2 separate regions of the Mus musculus genome follow, and region 2 is linked to region 1. A link is a contact called in public HiCAR-type data. All regions are on one chromosome and are shown on one strand. Each heading gives the region's core, a stretch centred on a gene start, on an enhancer-like site or on the middle of the called end of the contact. The rest is flanking DNA. Distances are from core to core; before and after follow the strand shown.

The links. HiCAR-type assays count read pairs that join an accessible place to other places.
Region 2: a HiCAR-type map of astrocytes shows a contact between it and region 1, with 4 times the contacts expected there. The contact joins two enhancer-like sites. A contact is called at or near these places in 2 of 115 datasets of contacts at active chromatin or transcription factors (astrocytes and embryonic basal ganglia).

The regions. Positions count from the first base shown.
Region 1 is chr14:119,005,329-119,011,247 of GRCm38.p6, forward strand. Uggt2 (UDP-glucose glycoprotein glucosyltransferase 2) reads right to left here. Exons shown (of 39, transcript NM_001081252.2): 32 at 3,671-3,766; 33 at 2,735-2,819; 34 at 1,817-1,999. Among named protein-coding and RNA genes, the nearest start is that of Dnajc3, 70 kb to the left of the region's middle. Within about 2 kb of position 1,908, at least 375 of the 459 cell types and tissues checked have an H3K27ac peak or open chromatin away from gene starts, as enhancers often do. A contact at or near this core is called in astrocytes, where this site is marked.
Region 2 is chr14:120,015,213-120,021,554 of GRCm38.p6, forward strand. It overlaps Oxgr1 (oxoglutarate (alpha-ketoglutarate) receptor 1), which reads right to left. Exons shown (of 4, transcript NM_001001490.3): 4 at 4,373-6,342. It also overlaps the pseudogene Gabarapl2-ps. Among named protein-coding and RNA genes, the nearest start is that of Oxgr1, 24 kb to the right of the region's middle. Within about 2 kb of position 4,934, at least 9 of the 459 cell types and tissues checked have an H3K27ac peak or open chromatin away from gene starts, as enhancers often do. A contact at or near this core is called in astrocytes, where this site is marked.

The DNA.
Region 1 (5,919 bases), core at 658-3,157:
GGGGAAACCAGAAAAGGGAATAACATTTGAAATGTAAATAAAGAAAATATCTAATAAAATTATTAATATTTTTAAAAGTATAATAAGGCCAGAGAAATGAAATAAAGTTGTTAGTTGAATGAATAGTTTGGCTTGGGGAGTTTTGCCCTATCCATCCATCCATCCATCCATCCATCCATCCAAATGTGTATGTCTGTTTATATGCATGTGTGCAGGTACATATGCACGTATGTAAGCATGCATGAATATTTTCGGAGTTGATTGTGACAAAGAGTTGGGCCCGGCCAGAGTGTGGGTATATGAATGTTTGAATGTATATGCGTCTGTGTACATTTGCCTGTATACAGCATCTTAATTCTTTTTTTTTTTTAAAGATTTATTTATTTTATTAATGTAAGTACACTGTAGCTGTCTTCAGACACTCCAGAAGAGGGAGTCAGATCTTGTTACAGATGGTTGTGAGCCACCATGTGGTTGCTGGGATTTGAACTCCTGACCTTCGGAAGAGCAGTCGGGTGCTCTTACCCACTGAGCCATCTCACCAGCCCCAGCATCTTAATTCTTTTCCTTTCCTTCCTCTGTGGTTCACAAAGAGTTAACCAGCTTAGCCAGAGAGGCTTCTGGCTGCTGACTCACCAGAGTAAGGAGCCCAGCAATAAATTTTTGCATTTAGTCCCCTGCTGTTCTACAATGAGGTGATAAATAGTCTCTGGCCTCAGAGCTCAGACGGCAGTGGCTTAGACTTCACCCAGGCAAGGGCCCTGCTCTCTTCTCTGCCGTCTTTTCCTCCCGGTTGGCTTTTGTTTCCAGGTGGCCTCATTCGTGCTTCTGCACTGAGCTCCTCATCCTCCTGCCTCACTCTCTGCAGTGCTGGACTTAGAAAAAAAGCTGCCCCCATCTCCACTCCATGCTTATCAGCAAATTCTAATATAAAACCTGAAAATACACCTTTGTCCTTGATATGTCGTTTATATCCTGTGAATTCACTTTATATACACGAACACTTAAGTATTCCTGCATTAGAAATTCTGTACACTTGTCAAATATTTTCATGATTACTGATGACAAATATCCTGAAATGAGCTAATAATTCTATACATACAGATTTGGAAATGAAGGTGGCTTTTCATTATCTCCAGCTAAATTTAGAGCCTTTCCTAAGTAAGTCATGGACAGATGGAAACTTGATGGTTTCACTGTTGATGGTGGACGCAGGAGAGAAGGGCCACACTCACCACTCACCGCTAACCTTCCCAGCAAGTCAGCAGCTAGAGGAAAACCCGTGCATACCCGCGCAGGTGCGCGGAACCCGTGCATACCCACGCAGGTGCATGGAACCTGTGCATACCCGCGCAGGTGCGCGGAACCCGTGCGTGCCCGCGCAGGTGCGCGGAACCCGTGCGTGCCCGCGCAGGTGCGCGGAACCCGTGCGTGCCCGCGCAGGTGCGCGGAACCCGTGCGTGCCCGCGCAGGTGCGCGGAACCCGTGCGTACCCGCGCAGGTGCATGGAACTGTTTTTATAACGAATAATGTACACATGTCTTAGTTTTACTTGCCAAATTATACAATAATAATAATGGCTGTTTCAGATAGGAACTGCCATGTTGTACGCAGACGGTACTTCTTGTCACACTTTCCCGTCTGCGCACGCTCTGCTAGTGTGTTTTTAAACTCCAGGTTCTTAGTGGATATAAAAAATGTCGTGTCGTGTATGTCTAAAAACTAACAGTGACAATCAATGAGCAATGCAAATCCTCATGTTCATGTTCAGTTAGATGCAAAGCAAGCTTTAGTAAAAAGTAATCGCTCTTGTTACCTGGTCAGCATCAACAAATATGACTTTGTCCACAGCCAGTGGGAAAAGGACATCAAGGAAAAGGATTTTGTAACCCCAAATGATTCGCTGCTTGTCAGTCTGTTGATGAAGCCAGTGGGGCCACTTATACTGCACAAGCTCATACTGGAATCCATATTCCTTAGCCATGTGAGGAATTACCTCCTAGACACATATAACAAATCAAACAATACATTTTAGAAGAAGCTTACTATAAATCATTATAAAGAAACTGAAAACTGCTTAAATACTATTCTAATAAACTTGTTCCCAAGCTGAAAGGGAGTGTGTGAAGGAGGAAGGGGAGGGAGCGGCAGCAGACGTGTCTGTTGGAGGAAGTACGTCACTGGAGGCGGGCTTTGAGAGTGTTGAAAGACTGCTTCAAGCTTGTGGCTCAGCCTCCTGCTCCAGCTCACGCCCACTGCTTGCTGCCTTGCTTCCCCAAACAGACTCCTCAGGAACTGAGACAGACAGGTAGTTAGGCCAATGACCTTCTGGCTGGAGGGAGGGCCTGGCTACTGTGAACAGAGCAAAGCTACAGGCTTACACCTGCGCACTCACCAGTGTTTATGTTATGCACGAAAGCACCGTACGAAGAAGAAACAGAGAGAAAAAGCAAACCAGAAAGGAAAACCCCGTTTTGAAGAGGCATTACTTTTGCCATGAAGTGCTGCAAGGTTTTTATCCAGAGAATGGTTTTTCTAATTAGTGATAGCATCTGCTAGGACGGATCCTGTATTGTGTCATCTCAGTCCATGTGTTTTCCACTCCCATGCCCTATTTGGCAAATACACATTTAAAAACCTCACATTGAAAAGGGAAATGTTTTCAGAGATTACAATGGTAACAAAGAAATTAGTATCAAGCTTTAGCCACATTGTAAAATAGCCATGTGCTTACTTTAAATGTTGGCGAGAGGTAATTCTTCAGAAACCAGAACTTCACGGGAGTTTCGGTGTTCCGCAGAACAGAAAGCATCATAATCCTAAGTCAAAGGACATGGAGACAAATACAGGGTAACTTATATTCAGAGGCCTTTAAATGATGACTTATGAATACACATTGTGAAATATGTAGAGGTAAACTAAAACACCTTCAGACATTATGGCTGTGACAATAGGCAGTGCATAAGGATGTAAGGGTGCAAATATCACAGAGCCACTGTGTGATCAATACAAGGCTTTCAGAAGAGAAGGGACTGGTGCATTCTGGGACTCTGCCATGTGGTTGCTTTACCCAGGCCTTTCAGTGAAGGAGAGAGGCGCGCCCCTGAAAGTGCTCTCTAAAGCACCAGGATCAGAACTGAAATATCTCTGAGGCATTCTTTGTGGTCCTTTATATAAACTCTTAAAAATATTCTTTAAATTCTGAATACCATCTTCTTCTTCTCCACTGACTTCGTTCTTTTTCCAAATATGATATTCCTTCATGGGAAAGGAAAATTTACAATATATATTTTTTCTCATTATCTTGTTAAATTCAACGCATTTCTAACATTAATTAAAACTATTCTAAATCAAATCAAATTAATAAAATTTAAATGTATTTTAAAACTTACATGTAAAAAGCAAGCTGCTCACTGGTGTATACCTTGTTAACATTTAGGCAAGAAGAACGCACAAACCCAGTGGATTTGCTCCTCCAGGGGCCTTTGGCAGAGAATATAAATAATAATAATAATAAATAATAATAATGGCGGGTATGAAAATAAGCTAATACTTTGGCAGAAACGGGAAAAAAAGTTTATTTCCTTTTGAGGTTCATTCTTTCATTTTGCTGAATTCCGATCTGTGTAAATGTGTAACTTTCTGAAACTATGAGAACCTTCTCACCTACCTTAGAAAACGCTCATATAAATGGCCAGAAGCAACTGAAAAAATGTTCAGGATGTCATTTTCCTTTTTCTCATCTTTATGCAGACTTTTTGTGAAGCTTGTAATAGAAATACATGACAGTGAATTATTAGCATTTATTAGTATATATTATAACTGTAACATGTAAATAATATGCATCAAAACACCATTACATTGAATAGCCATCTGTGCTGACAGTTGTGAGATATTTATATTATAGTATGTTAAATGTTGGGGGTATCATTTGAGCTCTGTGAGCTTTTGTAGACATGGAATGAAATTAAACTTTTTCCATTTTCCATAGTTACATAAAGTTTTGTGACTTCTAAGAGTTCTTTTGAGAATCAAGAATGAAGTACAGCCTGCCATGTTCATACCTCGTGTGCTGGATCTTAAATGACCAATAGTGTGGGAAGCAACAATACATTAAGCAGAAGTGTCAGTCATGGACAACAGGGTTTCTGGGTTTCCAGTAGGAGTGTGGATGTTGGTCATGAAGCATGCACCTCTAAAACACTATGTAACATGCCTGCAGAGGTCCAGAAAAAGATTCACTGAGCACAGGGCCTGCTCTGTGGAACCCTGCCCAGGTCAAGCGATGGGATCCCAGGGCTAGGCAGAGGAAAGCAGAATCCTGGGGACTTGGTGCTGGCAAGTCTAGCACACAGTGTTAATGGATGGTTGCACTCAGTAAGCAACCATCTCAGAAAACAAGGTGAGCGGCAGCAGAGCAGGCCCATTGGACTGATGGATGGGTGTGTGACACTGACATGGCTGTGTGACACTGACTTTGTACATGACACAGTTGTACCTCACACTAAAGTTACTACTGGTGGGCTGCTGGCAGCCCTGCTTTTCTAGAGTGTAAGTTCAGCTTCCACACTGCACAGCTTACAATCACCCCTAACTCCAGCCTCTCGGAATCTGACTCCCTCACTGCCCGCTGAGTACACTGCACACCTGTGGCACACACTCTTTCTTCACACACACTTTTCTTTTTGTTGTTTAAAGTGACTGCTTAGGCCATGAGTTCAAGGCCTGCCTTTGCCACTCAGTGAGTGAGAGAACTTGTCTGAAAAGAAAAGAAAGAGTGTCAGAGCCAGAGAGGATGGAGGACACTAAGAAAGCAGGCCTTCGAATCAACACGAGCAGAGCGCCTGTGAGCTCACAGAGGCAGCGGCAGCACACACAGCCTGCGTGTGTCTCTGTGCATATGTTATGGCTTCCAGTTTACTGCCTTTATGGGCGCCTGTGTGTGTCACCAAACTGTTCCTTGTGACTGCTCTTGGGCTCTCTGCCTGGCTGTTGGTTTTGTCCAGTTCCTGTGAGTTAGTTTTTGTTTTACCTTATTTTATTTTCCCTCAGAAGCCTGTTTGTTTTCTAATGAGAGACAGAAATGGAGTAGGTCAGATGGGACAGGAGGAGGGGTGATAGTGGGAGGAGTAGAAGGAGGGGAACCATGATCAGAATTCGAGGGGGAAAACTATTTCCAATAAAAGGAAACAAACGAACAAATAAAAGAAAATGATAGTAACCAGAGAAGCAGACAAAAAAATTGCCAAAAAAAAAAGAAAGAAACAAAAGAACTTAATGTGGGATATCCGTGATATATATAATTAATGCTGATTGTTATATAATTAAAAATCTAAGTTATATAAGCATATATATCACTTATAGTGACTAAGATTTGAAAATGACTTCTTTTATAAAAAATATTTTTGTTGGGGTTAGAAAGACATCTCAGCATTTAACAGCCTTGGCTACTCTGGCAGCAGACCCAGGTTCAGTTCCCAGCATCCACAGGGCAAGTGACAAGTGCCTCTAACTCCACTTCCAGGGGACCCAATGCCCTGTGCTGGCCTTTTCAAGGATACACATAGTGTACAGATATACACAGAGGCCAAATACCCACATACATAAAATAATAAAAAGTTAAATTTAAAAATATTCTGGTAAGTAAAAATTATTATACCAGTATTTTGTAAATCTTTTTTTTTTCTGTAATTTTCTGAAGAAAACATTGCTACATGGTAGAGTAAGTCGATTTTAATTAACAGAATAGGCTAGAAAAAGAGGCACAAACTGGGCCAAATCCAATATGGTGGAAGTGTTCTAACTGTGTGACAACAAAATTTATTTAGGATACTCAATCTATTTGGCTTAAAGTTTCTTATCTTTGATCAAGATGACAAAAAGTTGACATTTATAAACTCAAAGGAAGTTCTGTTTTAG
Region 2 (6,342 bases), core at 3,684-6,183, 1.0 Mb after region 1:
TCACTGTGGACTGAGTAACTTGGACTTTCCATTACTGTGAGCATCTAGAGATCTCTTCTCATATACATTGCCGTGTAGTATTGTAGTTCTACACATGAAGCCTACAGGTTCAGACAAATCCAAGTTTATCCTTAGTACTGGATGAGATGTACCTGTTATTGCTGTATTTTCCTTTTTCTTATAGAAGAATTCACCAACAGTATGCTAAGAAATGTGAACATATGCTTTCAGTGGTACCAGGAGGAAGGACAGTCGTTTTCGTTTGGGGGTATGGTTCCCAGTAGGTTGCTCTTGGTCTAGTGTATGGTCTTAAATACATGTACATAGGTGCAGCAAGAATTTGACTAAGTGAGCCAAAACAAAAGACAAAATATAGACATAATATTGAGAGGGAGCTATGTTGGGGGCAGGTCCTGGAGAAGTTAGACATTATTCAATAAAAATCTACTATTCAATGAAGAAAACATAGTCATACAAGATTACTACATGTGGCCAATATAGTTGAGGGAAATGTGCAAAATAAAAGCCAAGCTGGAAGTAATCCAAATCTTAGAAGTGCAGACAAGTTATTTAAAATAACAAAACCCCATTCTGAAACATGCAGGACGTGGACAAAACAGCTTAAAAGCAAAAACACGTCCACCCAGTCAACTGAGAGAGCCATCTCTGCACTCCACACATGGAACATTATGATATCTGAAGTTAAGAATTCAGTGGATGCATTTGGCAGCAAGTATAAGACTGGATGAGAAATAGAGGACAGAAAAACAGAAAATACACTGTTGCAACTTGAATCAATGTATCTAGGTCCTTAAAATACACAGTTGCAACTTGTATAAATGCAGATAGGTCCTTAAAATACATAGATGCAATTTGCATCAATGTAGCTAGTACTTTATTTACAATTTAAGGAAAATATATTTTTAAAACATATCAGTGCATATTATGATGTATTTTTCTTCTAAGATCTCAGTGTTGGAAGGATCTCTCATCTCCAAACATGTCTATGATTCCATCTTCACAACACTCATGTTCATTCTGTATCAGGCAAGCTGGCACCAGAAGTGAGTGTTTAGACTCAGTGAGTGCTCCCAGGCCTTGGAGTTAATTGATATCTTGTCCCATTCCTCAGAGCCACACTAAGGAAAATTAAAATGGCCTTTACTGGTTGAAGAAAATGCAAAAAGAGACTAAGGACTAAAATAGATTTGGGAAGGTATGGAACAGAAAGGCAGTAGTCTTCCTCCCTGGAGTTCTGAGCTTGGCTGTTAACCCCAGAGGAACAAGAACTTGACCCATAAGAGAAGATGTCAAATTTCCTGCCTCAGGATCTGACACCTTCTAGTCACTAGGAGCACCTATGCACACAAGTCAAGCACGCACATGCACACACACACACACACACACACACACACACACACACATGCTCATACACACACAAACAGAAACACAAATGCATACACACAAACACACACATGTACACATATACACACATACATACACACAAATATATAAATACATCTTCAAGGGGTGGTATACCAAAAACAACCTGTAAAATTTGTTTGTATACTGATTTTGATTTGAGTTGGAGAACTGTAAAACATACTTTTGATTGAAATATGGATTAGTAGTAAATAAAATTTAGAAGTTATTTATAGTCTTGAAATGGAACCCAGGACCTCACACAGGCCAGGCAATTCTCTACCACTCACAACTTACTTATTTTATTTATATGTTTATTTACTCATTAATTAATTAATTTATTAATAAATAATAGGTATCTCTATGCGGCCCAACTTGGCCTGGAATTTACTATGTACTCCAGGTTAGACTTGAACTCAGAGATTCATCAGCATCTGCCTTAAATTAAAGGTGCTGGGATTAGAGGCATGTACCACTATGCCCAGGTTCTACCACTGACTTTTAAAAAGAAAAGCTCTCGAGATGAAAGGATGGACCATGTAGAGACTGCCATATCCAGGGATCCACCCCATAATCAGCTTCCAAATGCTGACACCATTGCATACACTAGCAAGATTTTACTGAAAGGACCCAGATGTAGCTGTCTCTTGTGAGACTATGCCGGGGCCTAGCAAACACAGAAGTGGATGCTCACAGTCAGCTAATGGATGGATCACAGGGCTCCCAATGGAGGAGCTAGAGAAAGTACCCAAGGAGCTAAAGGGATCTTCAACCCTATAGGTGGAACAACATTATGAACTAACCAGTACCCCTGAGCTCTTGACTCTAGCTGCATATGTATCAAAAGATGGCCTAGTCGGCCATCACTGGAAAGAGAGGCCCATTGGACACGCAGACTTTGTGTGCCCCGGTACAGGGGAACGCCAGGGCCAAAGGGGGGGAGTGGGTGGGTAGGGGAGTGGGGGTGGGTGGGTAAGGGGGACTTTTGGTATAGCATTGGAAATGTAAATGAGCTAAATACCTAATTAAAAAAAAAAAAAAAAAAAGAAAAGCTCTCTCTCTCTCTCTCTCTCTCTCTCTCTCTATATATATATATATATATATATATACATATATATGTGTGTGTGTGTGTGTGTGTGTGTGTGTGTGTGTGTGTGTGTATCTTGTCCTTAAATACTGTTGCAAAAACTAAATACATTGACATAGGAAGAGACAGATAAAGACAAGAACAAGACACTAGGACATTAATCCCTGTGACATGTATGTTTAAGGTACGACATCCGTTTTCTGATTTTCTTTAACTGTGGTTTTGAACATTTCTGTGAGGCACTCATACAATCAAAATGGGGGAGTTATTGTATAAAGAAACCCAGCATTCAGAGTTTCTTTATTCTGGATTTTCTCAGGTGCATCCAGACTTGAGTGCCACGCCACTCCCCTCATGGCTGAGCATGCATGGCAGTTTCCTTGTAATACACACAGCTTGATCCCTTTCTTTTGTTCTTATCTACTCTCTGCCGGTGGATGTCTGTAAGAAGTTAGGTCTTGATGATCCTACTGTAGCCCGTATCATTATCTGTCCTTTTGGAGGGGAGGGGATTCAGTTCAAAATGCAACCTCTAGCCCAATTAGTCCAGAACCCGATACTTTGGAAAATAAAACCAACTTTTTGAATTCAATTTCGCTTGGACCTTTGTGATTATGCTCAATAAGCAGGGCCTTGGAGGGCAGACTGTCATCAGTGTTTGCTTGTCCCCGCGGGATACAGGTCAGCTAACAGAGTGACAAAAAGCTGAATCAAGCGAGGTGTTCAGGGATAATGGAAAATCATGCATGCCCCGAAGCTAGGGTCAATTATCCAGGGTAATAAAAATGTTAAAAATTGGAGGAAGTGGGATTAAGTGTTGGAGTTAGGTCCCTGAAATAACAAAATAAGGCCAAACATACAGTCAGCCAATCTGTGCCAGATAGGAAAAAAAGAATGTTTATATCCCTGTACTTTGGTGGGGAGAGAAGAGGACCAAAGAAACTCTCTAAACATTTTCCTAATAGACGTGTGTGTGTGCGTGTGTGTGTGTGTGCGTGCGCGCGCACAAGCTTCTGTCACATGACCACACTCCCTACATGGAAACATGAACTATGGTCACGTAGATCAGAAAAGAGTTCTCCATACTAATGATCTAGAGACCCCGAGAGTTAGCCAGTAAGTTTTCCTTCCTGGACGTTCCTTCCTACAAACGGTATTTCATCTCTGGTCCACCCTGAGGAGGTGGTATGCACCCATTTTCCACGATGAATAATCAGTAAACAGCTTGAAACCAAGGACTGTCTCTTTCATCAAGAACCACCATGAGGAGCATGGAGACTGCCTTCATCTACAGAGCTGCATCTAAGTCTCCCTCAGAAAGACCCCTCTCCTCTCTCAGAGAACCACTGCTAAGGTAAGAAAAATCACTTATGATCTAAGCCAGATTTTCCATCCCGCTGGTCCCAGCCTCCTCAGCTCTTAGACCCAACTCCATTCCCAACTCCCAGAGACCCAGTGGCGCCTGGATGCCCAAGAGTTTGAGAGCCCCCAGGCTCTCAAATTCCTCACGGCAGGTCCGTGGACCCCCGATGTTCCAAATCCTCTGTGCACTTTGGTCTCCCACATCTTAGGTTGCATTTTTCCCAGATCCTCAGTGGTGTCCTGGCTCTTTGCTCACGCCTAGCACCTGACAGCGGGCATAGGGTAAATGCAGTCTAGCATTTCCGAATTCTGTCTGCCCAGAGACAGGGCGAAGTGCTGAACCACAGAGTCTGATAATCGCTTTCCTATGAAGAAGCCCTGAGCCCCGACCATTATTCGACGTCTGATTTTTCAAGCTTCCTTTTGCTCTCGAACCATTGTTTTCAATACACTAATGAATAAGACGCAGTTTCGTGGGAACAAATGACCAATTCAGAGAGTAATTGTATGTAAGTTTATTAGTCATATCAACACATTCTTTAAGGTTTAAAAGATCTAGACCATGCATTTCCTCAAATATTTATATCAACTGACTTATATTTACTACTAATTAAGCACAACATAGCCCAAGAATAACTTTAGCAATTTCTACAGTTATTATTTTTTATTATAGTACTAAAGGATTACAATACCTAAAGAGAATAAGTGTTTCCTGGAGATCTATCCCATGAAAATCAAAACAATGTTAGATTTGACTTAGCGCCTAATGTATATATGATACTAACGAGTAGCTCTATTTCACCAATTTCCTTCCCCAGGAAATGTTGACAATTACCAATAAAACTTAATATGATTTATAAATTAAGCAATTGTTAAGGTGGCCTACAACGCTGAAAACTCAGGCCAGAGGGCCACCTTGCTGTGGTTCGTCAGTTTTGGAGTCAGGGTTTCTATTTGTGTTAGAGCTCACTAAGTAGTCTAGGCTGGCTGGCCCTCACCCTCCAGGGACCTGCCTGCTCCTGCCAGCCCAGAGCTGGGGTTCCAAGTGCATGTCTTTGCATCAGGCTTTTGTGTGTGAGTTCTAAGGACCAGACCCAAGCCTTCATGCTTGTATAGCAGGCATTTTGCTGACTGGGCCATTTCCACAGTCTTTCTTCTGACTAAAGAACTAATGTATTCCTTCAGTCTAAAGAGCTAGCCAGAGCTGAAAGGAAAACTCAGACCAATAAAGGAAGAAAAACTTGTAAAGATAATGAGTTGTAAAAACATTAAGAAAGCACAAGATGCCTTTGGATAATCTAGGATTCCAGTGAACACAAGCCCCAAAGTCTGAAAGCACAGGAAACTAGGCATGAAAGAACACTCTTTTTTCCCCTGTATGATAATTTACTAATCTAAGGAAACAAAACCTTCCCATATAGTAAGAAATAAATCCAGTTACAAATGCACTAGCAGGTCTGTGTGAAGGCTCTGGCGGAGTAACTGAGAACAGCCAGTTATTTACAAGATACACAAGCAGGAAGGGTGAGCCTAGCCCAGCAAGGGCCTCAGAAGCCAAAAGTGTTCTCTCCGATGTAGGCCACATACAAGAATCCATCTTCCTCTTTTTCCTTCTTGTAAAGCTATCTCATAGTTAGGCTGGACTGTGGGACTGTCCTGTCCACAATCAGGAAGGTGGCCTTCTCGGAGGACAGCTGGATGCTTTTCCTGATCATCGCAGGAACTGAGCCAAGGTGATGTCAGATGGGACCAAGTACTTCCTTTTCTCAGTGTCAACAATCTGAGAGCCAGAGACTTTTTCCATGATCACAGGAACCAGGTTGGAATACTTTGCTTTGATCTTCGCAGATTCCATGCATCTGAGTTCCAGGGAGTTATCCTCACTAAATATTCACTTCCTGGTGGCAGAAAGCGGTAGATCTGCCTCAGCCACATATTTCTGTGTCTTGGCTTTTGCTTGGTTCTGGTTTGTTTGAGCCTTCCCATCTTGGCATTAAAGCTGTAGGAGGTCCGGGGTTTAGTGTACGAGCACTAGTTTCTGTGTGGAGGCAATTAGTTGGTGGCAACAGAAATACTCTGAGTTCCATGGTTTCTAATCTTTCTATATACTTTATTGATACTCGTGTAGCCCATTCTCTACCCAAAGATATCAACAAACATATTGCAAAGATCTCATAAGGGCCCTTACCCATGGCTTTGGTTCATAATGACCTGAATACTCAGTAGTTACTGTGGGCTCCACTGAGAGGGTATTCAGGATTTCTTGGAAGTTATATACAAATTATCAGGGCGTGTTAATTGATTGATTGATTGATTGATTGATTGATGGAAAGACTGATATTTGATAAGTATGTATGTGTGAATGATGCGTGGCTGTTTATGTCAAGGTCTGATACATGTCACAGTGAACATGTAGAGCTCAAAGGACAGCCTTAAGCATTGGTCCTTCCCTTTTATCTCCTTGGAAAGAA